Regions from separate parts of the Mus musculus genome. Here region 1 is linked to region 2. Evidence: chromatin contacts called from public HiChIP or PLAC-seq data. All regions are on one chromosome and are shown on one strand. The core of a region is the stretch at or near the end of the contact, and the rest is flanking DNA. Distances in the headings are between cores, read along the strand shown. Region 1 holds the start of Mthfs (5, 10-methenyltetrahydrofolate synthetase). Region 2 holds the start of 9330159M07Rik (RIKEN cDNA 9330159M07 gene).

Evidence for each region. HiChIP or PLAC-seq counts read pairs in DNA pulled down with a chosen protein or histone mark.
Region 1: an H3K4me3 HiChIP or PLAC-seq map of embryonic stem cells shows a contact between it and region 2, with 4 times the contacts expected there. The contact joins the promoter of Mthfs here to the promoter of 9330159M07Rik in region 2. A contact is called at or near these places in 2 of 115 datasets of contacts at active chromatin or transcription factors (embryonic stem cells and stem cell-derived neural progenitor cells).

What each region holds. Positions count from the first base shown.
Region 1 is chr9:89,209,604-89,213,646 of GRCm38.p6, reverse strand. Mthfs (5, 10-methenyltetrahydrofolate synthetase) reads right to left here and starts at 2,457. Exons shown (of 3, transcript NM_026829.2): 1 at 2,336-2,457. The coding sequence starts at 2,452.
Region 2 is chr9:88,856,689-88,861,060 of GRCm38.p6, reverse strand. 9330159M07Rik (RIKEN cDNA 9330159M07 gene) reads left to right here and starts at 2,191. Exons shown (of 5, transcript NR_037983.1): 1 at 2,191-2,252; 2 at 2,617-2,671; 3 at 2,761-2,835; 4 at 3,190-3,247. Gm26611 (predicted gene, 26611) reads right to left here and starts at 2,093. Exons shown (of 3, transcript NR_166624.1): 1 at 1,820-2,093. LOC115487268 (a small nucleolar RNA gene) reads left to right here and starts at 3,297; the gene lies at 3,297-3,368. It also overlaps the pseudogene Gm9775.

The sequences.
Region 1 (4,043 bases), core at 1,208-3,707, 350 kb before region 2:
GACAAACAGGTAATTCAAAAGATGGGGATGATTTTTAAATTCTAATTAGTCTTCACAGACAAACTGAAAATAATAACTGAATCTATAAAACATTAATGGACTGCTAGGGAAAGGAATCAGTAAGAGACCTAAGGAATACTCATTAGACATTAAAACTGTGATTAGCCAAATGAAAACAATCTAGGAGGCCCTATGAGGGAGAAAGATTAAGAAAAAAAATAAGAAAAGTAGTTAAGAGACACAAAAGATTAATCTAGAGTTTTTATTATCTAATGAAAAAGAATTTCTGAAAGATACAAAGGAAAACCGGTAATCAAGATGTAACAGTTTGAATGACAATGAACATGATAGGTTCACACATTTGTTTCTTCAAAGGGAAAGATATATTACCTGTTTTACATCCAGAAGGTGGGGAATGAATTTAGTTAATAGCCTGGTGACCTCTGAACTGTCTGCATGGCTCCTCCAGATTCTTATGTTTGTCTCAGTTATCCTCCCTAGACCTCTATCTTGAGCATTGTTTCTCAGTCAGTAGAGCCCATCTTTATGGGAGATGGCATGTGTACTTTACAAATGAGAGCAGAGGTGGTTAATAACCTGGTGACCTTGGCACTATCTATATGACGGAGACTACACCGAGACCCTTAACTTGTCACATGTAGTCAATCTATAGAATTCATCACTACGGGAGAAGACACATGTCCCTTGTATGGCTTAAGCCATAATTATTTAGAAACTCTTTTGAATTTTAATTAAGTTAATTAAAATGAGGAGATTTTTCTCCCAAAATGTGCTATGTTTAAATATGCCTAAAATAAGTGTAAGACTCTAGAAGTTTGAACCAACCCCAGGTACCAAATCATGTTGAGTCAGACTTCCTTCTTGCTTCATGCTGAAGACACTCTTCTTACCTCTGTGGTCACAGAAACCATCAAAGTGAGCTTTGAGATTCCAAAAGCCCACAGCCTATGGCAGACCCAGGACTCTCACTACCTCCACCTTGTGGATAAGATGTAAGCGCTCAGCACCATGCCTGCCTGCCTGCCTGCCTGCCTGCCTGCCTGCCTGCTTCCAAGCTTCCCACCAAGATGATCACAGAGCAGCCTTCTGAACCTGTAAGCAAGCCCAAATGAAATGCTTCCTTTTATAAGTTGCTATGGTTATGGTGTCTCTTCACAGCAATAGAACAATAACTAAACCACAAGATATAATGCATAAATGAAAACATTGGTCTCTAGATTGGAACCCATAGGTATTGAGCAGAATGACAATAAAGTAATTAAAATTTGATTAATATGGACCAAATTGGAGTTGAAGATATTTTAATATACAATATATTTAAAAGTTGTGACTAGAGAGATGGCTCAGCAGTTTAAGATCACTTGCTGCTCTTGCAGACAACCTGGGTTCAATTTCCAGCACCCACATAGGGACTTACAACCTTCCTGAACTCTGTCTAGTTCCAAAGGATCTGGCACCCACTTCTAACCTAAGACACCAGGCACACACACACAATGGACTTACATACATGCAAGCAAAACACGAATACATTTCAACTACAAATAGTGCCAATCGTATAGGTATTTTCTTTAAAATAATTCCGTTGAGGATATACTCTTAAGGAAGCTGAGGAAAACTAAGTAAGAAAAGAGACAAAACAAGAAAATAAGGACCAGAAACAACCCCAACTCAGAAGCAGCAACCCAAGGTGTAATGCTGTGCAGTGAACGCAGCTAAGTCACAGCATCAACAGTTATCTCCCCTTAGATAAAACTCACAGTGGAGTTTTGCCAAAATAAAGGTACAGGCGATTTAAAACTCCTAGAAAAACAGACCCAAATTCCATGTATGTTCTAAGTATGGGCAAATAAAATACAGCGCATTTTTGAACAGTTGTATCACTGAGCCATATCCCCAGCCCTACAATGGTTCCATTTGTCTCCTTCCTCTGCTACATCCCTGATCCCTTAGGGGCTACAATCATGTTTGTCATCTGTATTACCCAACTCATAAAAAAAAAAAAAAAAAAAAAAAAGTTTACTAGGTGTTCAACACATGCGAATGGATTTCAATTAAACCGGAGAGTGATTCGACAGTCTCTACAGCTCCTAATGGCTGCAATGCCTTTCCTAGCAATAACAAAATAGCTCTGTGAATGACCAAACCTGCCCGGAAGCTCAGCTCGCTCCCTCACAAGCTCCAGGACCAGCGAGAGCCGCCCTTGCCTGCGGAGCGCGCTCCCCGGACGACGCGCACGCGCCCCCGGGGAGGTGCGCCTGCGCAGACTCGCGAGCCCACCCTTCCCGGAGTTTAACTCCCGGCAGTCTTCTCGCACCTTCTGCGTGAGGAGGAGAGACTGGCGCAGCCGTTCCTCCGCGCTCAAGGCCCTCAAGCGCTGCTTCAGCTCGGCCCGCAGGCCCCGCTTGGCACTGTTTACCGTGACCGCCGCCATTCCTGGCAAGCACCGCCCCGGCCACGCCCATCACCCTCGGAGCTTAAGGGGCGGGACTCCAAATCCCCTGCCTCTGTAAACCTGCAGAGGTGCACAGGCCACTTAGGCATCTGAGCAGACTCCCGTCCTGTGTTGGCAGATAACAGCATGGTGTGGCGTCCTTGACCCTTCCTGCTTGATAGCTGGGGACTGTGCACGTAGCCCAGTGTGCTTACCCTCTCTCTCAGACCACAAAAGGTCGCCATGCTTCTGCAGAGGGTCTAACAAAGGCTGTCAACTATACTCCAGGACTCGATATTCATCTAATTGTGGAGTACAGGGCTCGAGAAGCTTCAGAAGGGCAAAGCAAGCTAGACATGCCTATACATCATACCGGAAGGCTCTTGGTTCCTCCTGGTCAATGTAAAACATTCTCCTTTACCACCAAGTGCCTTCCTCTCCCTTTCAGTCAGTTGGCTCCTTACTGATAGATTTTGGGCCCGCTTTTATAACATATGGCAGGCCCTTTCTGGAGATGGATGTTCCCTCTCTGGACAGCTCAGGACTCAGTCAGACTGTTCCTTGTTATAGAAGTATTTAACCGCTGTTGCCATCTGCTGTTTAGAGACAGATAATGCCTTTTTCTAACAGGACGTTTGACTGAGAATGGAGCAGAGAACAAAGTAAGTAGATTTGAGAAGCACTGACTCAGATTTACCACCCCATGTTACAGTGCAGTACCCGAGGACTGATTTTTTGAGAGTTAATTTTTCAGAGCTGCGGAGATAGTTTAGTTGGTAAAAAGACCAACTACACCAGCACGAGAGAGCTGAGTTCAGATCTCTGGCACCTGTGTTAAGGGATATGTAGTTCAGTTCCGTAAGATCTAAGTGCCTGGAGACAAAGCAAGGTGGGAGAGAGAGAACATAGCTGAATAGAATCTTATCATGAACAGTAAACAAACGCTGGATTCACTTACATCTACAGACCATGTCAGTGTGCCAATGTAATATCCATTCACCAATAGTTGAACATGAGTGTGGTGTATGAATTCGTTTCGACTGAAAACATGTGAGACATGGAGAATCCTGAGCCATCCTTAGACCTAGGGAGTCCTAATGGTTATCTTAACATCATCCTCAGGTGATTCCCTACCCATAATAATGTTTGAGAATCACCACCATAAACCAATGTATTCATCAACTATTAATTAGCAGGAATAAATAGAACTTAGCATGGATATAGTCCTGGGTTTTATCACCAGCACTATACCAAATAATAATAATAATTATTATTATTATTATTATTATTATACATGTTAAATTGTTGCTGTTAAATTCTGAAGGCAGGGCTTTTCTGGATATTCATGACAATTATATGTGGCTCCCTACATAGACACATCCCTTCAACAATAAATAGGTAGTCTAGCAGCATAACCCAGGGGTAAAGTATGTACAAGGCTCTTGGTTTGATCACCAGGACTGCAAAAAATGATAGCTTTGATAAAAATATATGTTACATACGTACATTTTCTTTGAGGATTTATTTGTACCTATAACTGCGTGCAGTCTTAGTGTGTAAAGCTCTCTAGGGTCATAAATCTGCATGTTCT
Region 2 (4,372 bases), core at 942-3,441:
TAGCTATAGGTTTGTCAATGGGGTCTCAACTCATAGGTTGAGAACCACTGATCTGAATTCTCTTGTTATTGTGATGAAAGCTAACACATAAGATCAAAAATACATACTAAAAATCATTTTGAAGAAAGCATTCTGGGCTGGAGAGATGGATCAGCGGTTAAGAGCAAAGACTGCTCTTCTGAAGGTCCTGAGTTCAAGTCCCAGCAACCACATGGTGGCTCACAACCATCTGTAATGAGATCTGATGCCCTCTTCTGGGGTGTTGTTTAGACAGCTACAGTGTACTTACATATAATAAATAAATTTAATTAAAAAAAAAAACCTGTGCACAAAAGCTGGAGTGGTGGCATGTGCTTTTAATCCCAGCACTGCTGAGGCAGAGATGTGATGAGCCCTAGGGACTGCTGGCCAGCCAGCTGTACCTAATTCCTGAGCTTCGGGCCGAAGAGAAATCCTGTCTCAGAAAACAAGATGAGGGCACTCTGGAGGCTGAGACAGGCAGACCTGTCTGAGTTAAAGACTCCATGGTCTACACAGGGAGCTACAGGCTAACTAGAGCTACATGGTAAGACGTTGTCTCACACCTCACACACACACACACACACACACACACACACACACACACACACACACACACACCCCAAAAAGAAAGAAAGAAAGAAAGAAAGAAAGAAAGAAAGAAAGAAAGAAAGAAAGAAAGAAAGCATTCATCTAATGACCTTAAAAAGCTAATACTGTGGCTATGGAGATGGCTCAACAAAGCATTGGCTTTGCAAGCCCATGGACTCGAGTTTGATTCCCAGAACTACATAAAAATGACGTTAGTTGTGGTCCATGCTTATAACTTCTGAGCTGGAAGGAAGAAACAGAAGGATCTCCTAGACTGTGCTCAGCCAGTCTAGCCTGATTCCTGAGCTCCAGATCAGTAAGAGGCCCCATCTCAAAGGAAATAAATGGAGCTCTTCAGAGTAACACCTAAGGCTGCCCTTCAGCCTCTGCATGCATGTGTGTACCTGGGCACATAGATTTAAAAAGAACCAAATTAAGACCACAGGCTTGAAATGTAGCCCAGAGGCACAGTCCTTAACCAGATGCTGTGACAAGCTTTTACCATGTGATTCTATTCCCTACCTTCTTTCTATGGCAAACCTTATGTGATGTTCTTACCCAAACGGCTTTTATTCACTTATCATCATTACTACTGCATGTGTGCATGATGTTTGTGTTGACCCACATACCACGGTGAAAATATGGTGATCAGAGGACAGCTCTGTGGAGTTTATTCTCCCTTCCATCTCTACATGCGTTTCAGGGATTGAACTGAGTTCACCTCATTTTCATGGCAAGCACCTTTTTCCAATAAGTCATCTCATTAGCCCTGTTTGCACTAATTCTTAAATTCTGCCTGATCAGACTGGATGGAAGTTCCTTACTGACTGCTTCAGGAACATCAAAGACTTTGGTGTGGGGGCTGGTGAGATGGCTCAGCTGGTAAGAGCACTGACTGCTCTTCTATAAGGTCCTGAGTTCAAATCCCAGCATAAAATAAGTCAACCTTGCCATAAAATAAATAAAGGACAATTGGTGGCTTTTGACCTGCTGCCTCCTCTGTGAAACAGAATGTTTAACTTCTGAGGATATTGACAGTATAACTGTCCCTAAAGTCTGGTAGTGAGAGGGGTGGGACTGGGGTGGAGGTTGGACCTGGCTGGGCGCCCAAGCAGGGGTTGGATATCAAGCACCGGACAGTGTGGCCCTCTGAAGACCAGCAGCATCCCCAGAGCGCATGAAGGATAAATGCGTGGCTTTTCCGTTTCACCTGTGTAGTTCTGCCCTTCCCCAGCGCGGCTGCCACCGGGTTAGAGTTGGGGTGAGGTCAAGGCCACTCCTGGCTGCCAACCTTCTCGAAGCAGGCGATACCACGCCTGCAACTGCGGCAGTTCGTTTGAATTTTGGCGCCACTCCCACTCCACGTCGAGCTAAGCGGCCTGCCAGACTGGGAAGAGACCGGTGGTGGAGAGCCAGCGGGAGCGCGCGCAGCAGCGGAGACACACGCGGCAGGCGGGCGGGCGGACCGTTGGGCGGCGCGCACCAAGCCGGAACAGCCTGGAAGAAAAGACCCACAGCGTTTCCACGCCTTGTTTCAGGAACGGCCACGCCCCCACGTGCTCTCGCGTCCAATCGGTGCCAGAGGGAGGGGCAGCCTTGCTCTCGCTCCACTGAAACTATAAAGGGACCTGCGGGGGAAAGCTGTAGGTTACTCTTTTAGGCCGCCCAGTGACCAAGCAAAATGTGGGGTTGCAGAGTAAATACAGATGCTCCGGTTCTGCGGAGCAGCCCTCGGGACTTGAGTTTAGGGTATGGGTGTAAACTACCTGGGAGAAGTGCGCAGCAGCAAAAGAGATTTCGGGATTGGAGCTTAGGTCCCGTCCCGGGGAGATTGGGACTGGGCGGCCTGGCTGAAGGTCACTTGCTTTCTGGTTCCTTAGTCCCAGTTTGGGTGGGTTCTTACACAGCAGGGTTTGTAGAAAAATATGCAAGGCTTTTTGTGCTGTTTGGAAGGTTCGGGTGACACCTAGGTGACATCCGATTATATGCACATGAATCCTTTCACAGGGACCATGGCTCATCATTCTTAACATCCTCGAAGCAGTTGCAAAAAGATAAAAAGGTAAGGGAGATACAGCTTAGTTTTCTAATTGAAGTATTAGAGCAATAGGAAGTGGTGTGTGATGCTTAAAATGTGTTTCTTTTCATTAGATGAAGGGGAGCCCAAAGCTTCCGACAGAATTCATAACAGAAAATAACTTGATTAAAGCCTGACTCTTTTAAAAGGTATGTATGAAATCTAGATTTACATTTTTGCCAGCATACATTTTTACTGTTGGTGCAAAGAGAATCAGCTTCTCGGAAATGTACTGTTAAATAGTCCTGGCCCAACACAGCAGCTTCTCCTACTCTGGCCTTTCTAAGTTGGAGTGGCTGCAGTGAATGTAGTGAATGTACAAATTGATTGTACAAACAGTTGTGAGACGTACCGGGTCTGAACAGTGATGGACTACATCCCGAAGATGATGACCTGAAGACAGATACAGCGTCTGAGAGAAGACCATTGTGTTTAAGTGAAGTTTAAGTCTTGTTTGTTACGCAGTTCTTTCTCATAGCATGTCATGGTACCTCTTTCTGTAGTGAATGCTGACCAGTGAGATGCCAGCCTGCCTGTGAAGATCCTGCAGCAGGAGTGCATGTGAGTGGTGCTCTGTTTTGTTTTCTGCTGAGCTTACTGTCGTTGGTCTAGTCTATGATGATCCTATCCCGAACCTGAATTCCTGTTGAAAAACCATAATTACGGATCTGGCTTCTGAGATGGACCATTGCAAAGGACTATTGTGTTCTTCTTTAATGTTGGCAGTAATGTGATGCCTGTTTTTTGTTTGTTTGTTTGTTTGTTTGTTTTGTTTTGTTTTTATATTTTAGGACCTGTGACACTAGACTTCTTGCAAATGAACACTAGATATGGTAACATCCAGAAAAGGCAGAGACAAGAAAATTCACAGTCTGAGTACTGGGGTGTTTGAGATGGGGTCAATCTACATGTCTCTAGCTGTCCCTATGTAGTGATCGGGACAGAATCTGGTATGGCCTGCAGAGTTGATTCCTGTATTTTTTTTGTGGGCTGTATGTAAATGGATTGTTTTTGACAATCCATTCGACCATGTTCTCTGCTGTGACAGTCATGGGTGAGCTGGTGACAGACACACCTGTACAGACTGAGCAGAGTGAATGCAATCCTGACTATAAAGCAGCAGATCACTATTTTTGTGATTGTAAAATTGGTTATGAGCCATTTCCTTATTCATCTGACAGTGGTTGCTTGGGAGTGCTGCAATAAGCATTCAGTAGCAAATATTTCTTCAGGTTTTATTTTTAATGATGAAAAAAATAAGTTTATTATAATTTATTTTATGTGACGATCTAGGAAGTTTGGGCCCATCAGCAGTTCCAGTGCAATTTTGGACGCAATTGGGAATTCAGGAATTTCAATGGAGCTGTTAGCATAGGGGACCTTATAGGTCAAATTCATGTACACTTTCAATAGCACGTGTGAGGGGATCTCTCTAAAATTGACCTCGTTGGTTCCATTCTCCGCAAACTAACCTGGACTGCTCCACATGGCCTTTCTTGTTCCTGATGTTGATGCATGTTCTCCTTTTACAATAAATTCATGACCATTAGAAGACAATGATTTCACATACATAGCATCAGGGCCTTCACAGCCGCTGTAGGCTTTCTCCACTCCATCCATTATGTTCTTATAAAATCCTGTTTGATCCCAGAGGAACTTTAGTAGTTTCCTGTCCAGGCCTAGACT